Linked DNA regions of Capsicum annuum: region 1 is linked to region 2. Evidence: chromatin contacts called from public Hi-C data. All regions are on one chromosome and are shown on one strand. The core of a region is the stretch at or near the end of the contact, and the rest is flanking DNA. Distances in the headings are between cores, read along the strand shown.

Region 1 (4,639 bases), core at 2,043-4,542, 110 kb after region 2:
TAAAATGACTCTTATCCTTATTGATTAATTTCCCTAAACATGTTTCATATTTGTGCCTCATTTTCATGATGAGTTGCAGAGAAAACTTATTTATAGAGGAAAATATTATAATGTCATCAGCAAAGCTGAGATGATTCACTTGAGGACCTTTTTTCTACATGTTAAAGCCTTGATACAAATAGTGTTGGTGTAAATTATTCAAAAGTCTTAAAATAACTTCAGTACCAATAATGAATAATGTGGGTGAAAGGGGATCACCATGTTTCAACACTCTAGTAGAATGGAAAAACAATGTTTGATATCATTTATAATCACTGAATACCAATTTTTGTACATAATCCTCTATACCATATCAATAAGCATTTCACCAAATCCCATTTTTTCATTACTAGACATATGTAGGACCATGACACCCTATCATAGGCTTTATCTTTGTCTAGTTTGATGACAACATTATCTCCCATAATAGGCTTCTTAATCCTCTAAATAATATCTTGAGAAATCATAATGTTTTCAGTGATACTTCTCCTTTTGATGAAACCAAAATAATTGTCTGAGATTAGGGAGGGAAGAATAGGAGCTTGTTTCTTGAATATTAGCTTTAAGATGACTTTATTTGTAAAGTTATTAGGGCTAATAGGTCTATATTTAGAAAACCTGTTAGGATATGGTATTTAAGGTAATAATACTAAGAGGCATGAGAGAAATACCTAGGCATAGTGTTACAACAGAAAAAAAACTATAGCACCCTTAGAAAATCTGTACAGATAATTGTCCAACAAATCTATAAAAATACACCATTCATACCATAAGGTCTTGCAATTGAGTGTGTATTCATAGATAAAACCACCTATTTTAATTCCTCAAGAATAGGCATTGATTATAAAAGTTGATTTTGCTCTTCTGTAACCAGCTTATGAATAGATTCAAGAATTTCCTTATCAGTCTACTTATCATCTCCAATAAAAATGGTTTCAAGATGATCACATGATTCTTTAGAAATATTATCCTACCCCTTGATACATTCTCCATGTTCATTAATGACTTGATGAATAAAGAGTCTTCTCCTTCTCCCATTTATTAAGGCATAAAAATATTTAGAGTTTGCATCTCCCTCTTTAAACCAATGTAGCTGAGTTGTTTTGCTTGAGTATAGAGTGATCTAACTTCAAATACTTGATATATTCAACATTTATACAATTAAGCTTTGTCCTATTAGACTTAGTATTATTTCTTACGATTGTTGTTTCATTCATTTGAACCTTCTTCTCTTACTCTTACAGCATGGATATCACCATATTCTTTTCTAGACCAGGCACTCAATGTGTGAGATACCCTCTTCAATTTCATATAAAATGACCACATAGGATCACCTTCTACATGTCTTGACCAGGATTGTTTTACAGTGTCCGTGAATGTACTATTATCTACCCAGAAATTGGGGAATTTAAAGTATTTCAATGGATTAGAAATGTGATAAAACATTTCTAGCAACAAAGGATAGTGATCAGACCCTTTAAAAGGGAGATAAGTAATAGCAGAAGTAGGCATGACATCAAGCCAGAAGTTATTCACCAAGGCTCTATCTAATCTCTTTCAGATTCTATCCTCTCCAGCCCAATTGTTGCACCATGTGTAGCTATATCCTTGAAAACCAAGATCAGTTAAACCATAAGCCTCTATAACTTCTATAAAATCAAAGCTCTTATTCATATTATAAGGTTGCCCCCTAACTTTTCCTCCATATTAGTGATAATATTAAAATCTCCAATAACACACTAGGGATTATTACCATTGGAGTAATGTAATAGTTTAACCTAGAGAGCTTTTCTCATATGTTCCTTGCATTTAGCATAGACAAAAGTTTGAATAAAAGTTTTTGGGTATGCCACATATTTAACTCAAAAGTTACTTGTTGATCATCCTTGTCTAGTATACTACAATCAACATCGTAGCTCCAAAAGACCTAAATTTTGCTATTTTTATTGCATATAGCCTGCTCCATGAGAAGTTGACAAGTACAAAAGGAGAGTTGAGAGTTATCAACAATTGGTTCTAATATTGCTATAACAGATAGATGATGAAATTACCTAAAATATTGAACTCTTTCTAGAACACCTTGTGTATTAATGCTCCTAGCATTCCAACATATAGTGTTAATCATGAATATGTTTAGTTTGAGACCTGGTTTTAGGTTTGGTAGGGCTAATAGAATGACTTGAATAAAACCTCTTGGTATTTTTATATTTCATTCTCTTCCCCATTAGAGAAAGGCCATACTTGTCTGTCAATTGGTGCACTTCTGTGTGAAGATCAGTGTCAATTTTAATCCTCCCATCCTCCAGTTCTTCTGTAGAATCCATTTCATCATTTAAAGGCATATCTTCCTCCTCAGAGTGAATCACTCTATAATCGTCAGTAAGATTCGACTTCTTATTGGGAATTTTAGAGCTTTCCTTGAATTTATCAGCTACTTGTGACATTGCATGAGTAGTTCCAGGCTATGATTTAAGCAAATCAAACTTATTATGCACTTGCATACCTTGCTCTTCCTTTTCCATTCTTATTTTGATGATATGCCTCATTTACTTACTCAATCCCAAAGTAGATTTGTTATTGAAGAAACTACTCTGTATAATATGGCATTGCAATATAGTAGCAGCAAAATCCTAAACTTGTTGCTTCTTGAAATTTTGAGGTGTATGTGTTCTAATGTTATTATCAATTGCAAGGATTCCTCAAACTACAACATAAGTGTTGTTAGGTTCTAGTATCTTTGTGTTTAAAATTCTCTTTTTCTAGACAAGACATTTTTTTGTTCTTCCTTTATATCACTGCCACCTACATTCTCAGTAGAGCTTGGAATGCTCTTAACTGGTTGTTGACTACCTTGAGGAGAACTTGGCATGTACACTTGTTGCTACTGGGGGTAATTATTCCTTCTTTGTCTTCTTATTTTATTGTATCAGTGTTAATTATTATGTTGCTCAGGATTATCCATATGATTACCTACTTCTTTTTGCAATTGGAGCTATGGTATATCAATTATCTATTTATATCCAGCTTCTGCTAATTTCTTCTTTCCCATTTTCTCCTCATCCCTTTTCTTAATAGTACAATCCATACTATTATGACCTTGGTGTTTGCAGTAGTCATAATAACTTATAAGTAGGAACCCCTTCATACTGGATAGTTTGCTATTTTCCCTATCTACTTTCATCTATATCATATCCCATCCAAACGTGATGAGGTCTACGATTAGTGAAATCAATTTGTAACTTTACCTTAGCTGCACTACCCCTGTTTTCTCGTAAGTAGCAAAATCCAAGAAAAACACCTTTCTAATAGGGGATAATAACTGACTGACCACCTCCATGGAGTATCAATGCAATGGAAGTTTAGGTAATACAACCCAAATAGGAACTAGAAGTGTCTCCACATCAGGTTTAAAAGTGGGAGTCCATACTTGCATCCTCATTAACAGAACCTCAATATATATATCTTACCTATAACCCATACTATTGAATGATCATACGTATTATGAAGATTAATGTACAAGCGTCTAGAATTAAAATAAGTCAATTTCATAGTTCCGCGAATTCAGTTTATTTTAGAAATTCTTTATGGATAATGTCCATCTTAGGCATAGAATTACTAAATTTCCCAATCAAGAGTAAATCTACAGCTCTCATCTAATTTAACCATATAATCACTGAAAAACCAACAGGATAACCTTGCTTAGTCGTGATCTTAGGGGGGTTAATATTCATTATAGGCACTTTCATAGCTTTTTGGATTAGCATTTTAGCAATTTTATTATATGAAATTGTAAGCTTAGATGTACGACCATTACCTTTTAAATTCTACTTATCTGATTTGTCTTTTCTCAAACTAGTTTCATCATTGTGGTGTTTTTATTACCCGTTGCAGTCTATAAATTCTCTACTAAATCATGTTTTTTTTTTTAGAAGGTATCATTTTTTGTATAACTATTTGCTACGTAAAAACTGCAGTTGTTCATACTTACAATGGAATAAAGGAAGATGCACTAAACTATAACCTACTTACAGAGATCCTAACACATCAACAAAAGATTTTACATCTTTCATATATTCATGTTTATACCCAAAATAGAAAAGGGCCAGACCATCTTCAGTTTCTGGGTAGAGCTATAAGTGTCTTCAAAACACCTTCAATTTCTCTCTTTCCAAATTGTCCACTAAATACAACCAGGGACAATCTTCCATCTTTTTTTTATGTTCTGAGTGAGAGCTATATTTGTTCTAGCATTCCAGTACTGCAACTGAATCTCTTGGCATGACCCACATGATTCTTTTTAAATTAAGAAATATCTTCCAGAGCAGTACAGTTAACTTGCAGTTTAAAAAAAGATGGTTGATTGTCTCTGATTCTTCTTCACACATATAACATTTAGAGCATCGGTGGAAGCCCCTTTTCTTAAGTACTACATGAGTTAGAACCACTTTTCTAGCCACGAGCTAACTGAAACAAGCCACTTTGTGAGACATTTTAACTTTCCAAATTAGTTTCCAAGGCAAACAACTAATCTGGTTGTTAGAATAATTAAATTCCTTGTACACTAACCTGACTGAAAAACTCTCTTATTATCCACTTGCTA
Region 2 (4,742 bases), core at 1,839-4,338:
GGTTGTTTTGGTCCCAAGCATTTTAACAAGAATAATTCTGCGCAAACATATGGGGGCATTTACATGGAATACGAATATAGGACTAAGGCTAAATTCAGCTAGTCATAGTTAAATTGAAGTCGAACCTTGTTAAATTCTTATTTACTTTTCTTCTTTATTTTCTTTGTTTGTGATTGTGTGCTAGTTAACCCACAATATTTCTTCAACACTTGGTATGCAAGGTTGAAATTTCAACACATAAGCAAGGGCTAAGATATCTCCATCATCTTCACTAAAGTATGAAATTGAGAAATTTAATCACGGGAGGGGGAGTAGTTTTGGTCTATGAAAGATTAGAATGAGATCGTCCCTGGTGTTATGAGGATTATGAAAGACAATTGAGGAAGCTTTTTTAGAAGAGTTGAAAGAATCAGAGAAAGTAGATCTGAATGAGAAGTCTTTGAGTTCAATCTGTATGAACGTTACAGATAACATTCTTCGAGAAATTACTGAAAATGAATCTGCAACAACGACAAGAAATAAGTTGGAAGATGTATATTCTATTAGAAAATCGTTGACAAACCATGTTTACTTAAAAAAATTGTACAATCTTCCTATAAGTGAATGTACACCCGTTAAAACTCACCTTGATGAGTTTAATTCAATTATAATGGACTTGAAGAACATAGATATCAAAATTGAGAGTGAGGATCAGGCTTTAATCGTGGTATGTTCTTTACCACCATCTTATGATACTTTTGTTGCTATGTTGTTATATGAAAAAGTCAGTATCTTACTAGATAATGTTAGTAATACACTAAAATCTAAGGAGTTTAAGAAGAGCTTTTCGAATAGCAAAGCTAAGGGCGAAGATCTCGTGAATAGGAGAAGAGCACAACAAAAATACTTTAATAGGAAAAAGTCAAATACCGAATCAAAGTCTTGAGCAAAAAAACATAACTGCGATGAGTATCCGGAGTAGGGTCACTATAGAAGAGATTGTTCTATGCTTACAGAGAAAGGAGGAAAGCAAAAAGTTGATTACTCAGCAAATATTACTAACACTAGTAATAATTTCAATAACAGTGACTATGTAGGAAAAGTTTGTGCCATGACTTCTAATCATAGGCACGATTCCTGAATTTTTGATTCTGGTGTAATTTTTTCCTTATGTCCACACAAGAACTGATTTGCAACTTACAAGCAAACTGTTGAAACTATTTACCTAGGTGATGATAATCCATCAGGCGTAGAGGGGACTGATAACTTTAAATTGAGAATATTCGATGACATTATCAAAAATATAAAGTGTTGGTATGTTCCTCGAATGAAGAAGAAATTGGTTTCTCTTTCAAATTTGGATGATCAATGGTATAAGTTTCACTCAGAGAATGTAGCATTCTATGGTACTCATAAAAGGCAAGCTTCATTCTAAACTATATTATCTCCAAGCGAGTTTAGTTAAAGAAAAAACAATTGTAACTTCTAGAAAGAGTGTTCTGGATCAGTTTTAATTGTGGCACTTGCGACTTGATCATATGAGTGACTAGGGATTGTCTTTCTTGAACAAACAAAATTTGTTAAATGAGTTCAAAAATCAAGCTTTGAATTTTTATGAGTATTGTGTGTTTAGTAAGCAAACACGGGTGAAGTTCAACAAGAAGGCAAAACACAAGACAAAAGACAAATTGAATTATATATGTTCAGACTTGTAGGGTCCAAATGAAATTCCCCCCAAAAGTGGTATCAGGTAATTTATGACTTTGATTGATGATTACTCAAGAATGGTATGAGTGTATTTTCTAAAAATAAAAGATGAGGCATTTTCAATATTTGTTATATAGAAGAAGATGGTTGAGAGACAGACTGAAAGAAAACTTAAGCGTCTTCAGACAGAAAATGAATTGAAATTTTGCAACTTAGAGTTTAATGAATTCGATAGTAATCAAATTTAGAATATTTGATTGAAATATTTGAATAATACCTTGAATTTTGTACTGATAGATTTGAGAAAGAAAAATATAATCGTTATAGGATTGGGAAGACCTTTTCCTTATAGGTTAGGGACTACTGGGAATCTATATATAGGAAATGTAGTTGGAAATTCTAAAGCATTGTACACTTTTTCATTGTTTTCATAGTGAAAACTCTCTCTGCTTTTGCTTGGAGTTTTAGGCCTAGCTGAGCCTCGTTTGTGATTATGTGCTAGTCAATTAACCCACAATATTATATTTTCGATAACTCTCGGGTTACATTTTAATATATTAATTATAATATATAAATAATATGTATATATTCTTTATATATTTAGCTTGCCACTATAATTATTTTTATCAAGCAATTAAATATGTAAAATAAATTTAAAATTGGGAGGAATATAAATATATAAAATAAAATGAGAAAAGAAGTGGGTAGGGAAGCCTTCAATACTGTGCTTATGTGGGCCTTGTATACCATTACATAAATTTTCGCAAACTGTGAATACCTGCTTTCTTCTGCTTCAACCATTACACACTACCTGCTCTTTCTCAGTTGACACAACAGAAAATCCACTTAAAAAAGAGACACTTCAAAAATCCATTAAAAAAAACTTCAGCAGTCAGAGATTCCTTTTGCCTCAATTTTTGTGTCCATGGTCTCTTCTGACCTCTTGTTTTTTTGTTTGAGAAAGTTGAAATAGGAGTTGACTTGGAATGTTGCTAATTGGATTAGTTATGCAATGAAGAATACAATGAGTTGGAAAAGCAAAAGAGCTTTAAAAGGTGTTGCTTCTCCAAATTGGACTATTTTTCTCTGTATTGGATGCTTCTGTGCTGGGATGCTCTTCACTGCAGAAGTATCAACAAATAATATTATCAATTTTAAATAATATGTACATAAAATTATCCAAATTGATCTTTAGTCCTTTAGAGAAATAATTTAACATTCAACCAAGTGCATCATTTAGCTTTCTCGTGGCATAAGTGTCAACAAATACTATTATCAATTTTAAATAATATGCACATAAAATTATCTAATTTCATGAATACCCCTGGATTCACGTGCCCCACATTTTACCTATAAATTCGTTCTGATTATGAAGTTTTTGAATTACACCGAAGTATTTGTCTATCCATCTGAATCTTGCAGTTTATTGTCATTTTTTCTGTTTTTTGGTGTCTGTGTTTGCTGATATGGATAATTTCCTAAATTATGGGTCAAGGCAGAAAGGCTGTTTCCAATAGACATCTGCTCAAGAAATGTGATTAGAACCTGAAATTGCTAATATATGTTCTCCTCCAACTGCTTGCAAAGCTTTTGTTTTTCATTGTTGGTCCTGTGGCCGGTGAATTAGAGATACGCTTATGGATATTTTTCTTTGGTGGTTTGATTAGTTGGAGGTGAATGCTTTTCAATTTTAAGAAAATTTATTGACATAGGTGTTTAAATGCACCACAGCTGTCAATGTCGTTAGCCTAGTTTTTGGTTATCTGAAAAGATTTAGAGGGTTGTGATAGAGACTTGTTATTCTTTAATTTCAAAATGTGGTGTTGAAGTTTCAAAATGTGGTGTTTAAGTTAGAATGGTTCTTCTAGCAGCCTTTCCTCTTAGCAACTCTATCCAATTTATTCATTATGATTTATGCCGTGAGCATGTCTGTCTTCACTGTTAATTGTGTTATTATGGCGTAGAATGTGGACAGTACCTGAAGATAAAGGCCTGTCAAGGACAACACGGGTTGATGATCAAAAGGTAGGGTTAGTCAATGGTGATCTTACAACTTTTTGAGTATGATGCAAGAAAAGCAGACAGCAATGTAATCTTAGGTAGCCTGGTAGTCATGTTTGTCAGGCGTTAATGACTTTGGTCTTGTTGTTTTAAGCGGAAGGATGTACATAGTGAAGCCAAGGATATTCTTGGGGTAGCTTCAAGGGCGCATCATGTTGCACAGTATGGTTTTTATGCTTGTTGTTTGTATATTTTGTGAGAATCATGCTTTGATATATATAAGTAGTTAAATGGTTAGAGCTTTTTATAACCTTTTTCTCTAATAAAATGCAGAACCCTGGATAAAGCAATCTCAGATCTGGAGATGGAATTAGCTGCAGCAAGGGCCTTGCAGGATTGTATAATGACTGGCTCTCCAATAACTGAAGATCTGAATATCCCTGAATTAACCAATAAGAGAAAATATCTGATGGTCATAGGAATAAACACTGCCTTTAGTAGCCGAAAGAGAAGAGACTCAGTTCGTGCTACCTGGATGCCTCAAGGTTCTTGAAACTTCATTAACGATGTATTTTGACTTATTTGTACGCATCTATACAACGAGGTGCTTCCTGAAAATTTAGTTCTTGAATTGTGGTAAAGCAGGTGATAAGCTAAAGAAACTTGAGGAGGAAAAGGGCATTGTGATGCAGTTTGTAATAGGATGCAGGTATGTGATCACTAGATTAGGTCTTATGTCCTTCAGGTGTTGTTACCAAGCTTCATGTTGTAGCTGGTAATGATTCGCCGGCATAGGCCAATACTCTTCATATTTCTCTTTTGTTGCTCTCTATATCAGCGAGAGGCTACTCCATGAAATATTTCTTTGAATTTACCACAAATTTCTTCAAGAATGTGTTGATGATTACTATTACCTTTCTCCCAAAAAAAAAAGAGAAAAAAAATGAATGTGTTGATTGTAAAGAGATGGTGTTCATAATTTCTTGAATAGTTAGTTATCAAACACGTTAGATATATAGTGCACCGGGCTGCCCTTTTATCTTTATCCTATCTAT

The links. Hi-C and Micro-C count contacts between places; a contact is called where the count stands out from the background.
Region 1: a contact with region 2 is called in a Hi-C map of leaf, with 2.3 times the contacts expected there. The contact joins two enhancer-like sites. A contact is called at or near these places in 2 of 5 Hi-C or Micro-C datasets (leaf and placenta).

Annotation. Positions count from the first base shown.
Region 1 is chr3:111,816,264-111,820,902 of UCD10Xv1.1, forward strand. No RefSeq gene overlaps it. Among protein-coding and RNA genes, the nearest start is that of LOC124896634, 81 kb to the right of the region's middle. Within about 2 kb of position 3,293, at least 2 of the 5 cell types and tissues checked have an H3K27ac peak or open chromatin away from gene starts, as enhancers often do. A contact at or near this core is called in leaf, where this site is marked.
Region 2 is chr3:111,705,488-111,710,229 of UCD10Xv1.1, forward strand. It overlaps the pseudogene LOC107863704. Among protein-coding and RNA genes, the nearest start is that of LOC124897378, 23 kb to the right of the region's middle. Within about 2 kb of position 3,089, at least 5 of the 5 cell types and tissues checked have an H3K27ac peak or open chromatin away from gene starts, as enhancers often do. A contact at or near this core is called in leaf, where this site is marked.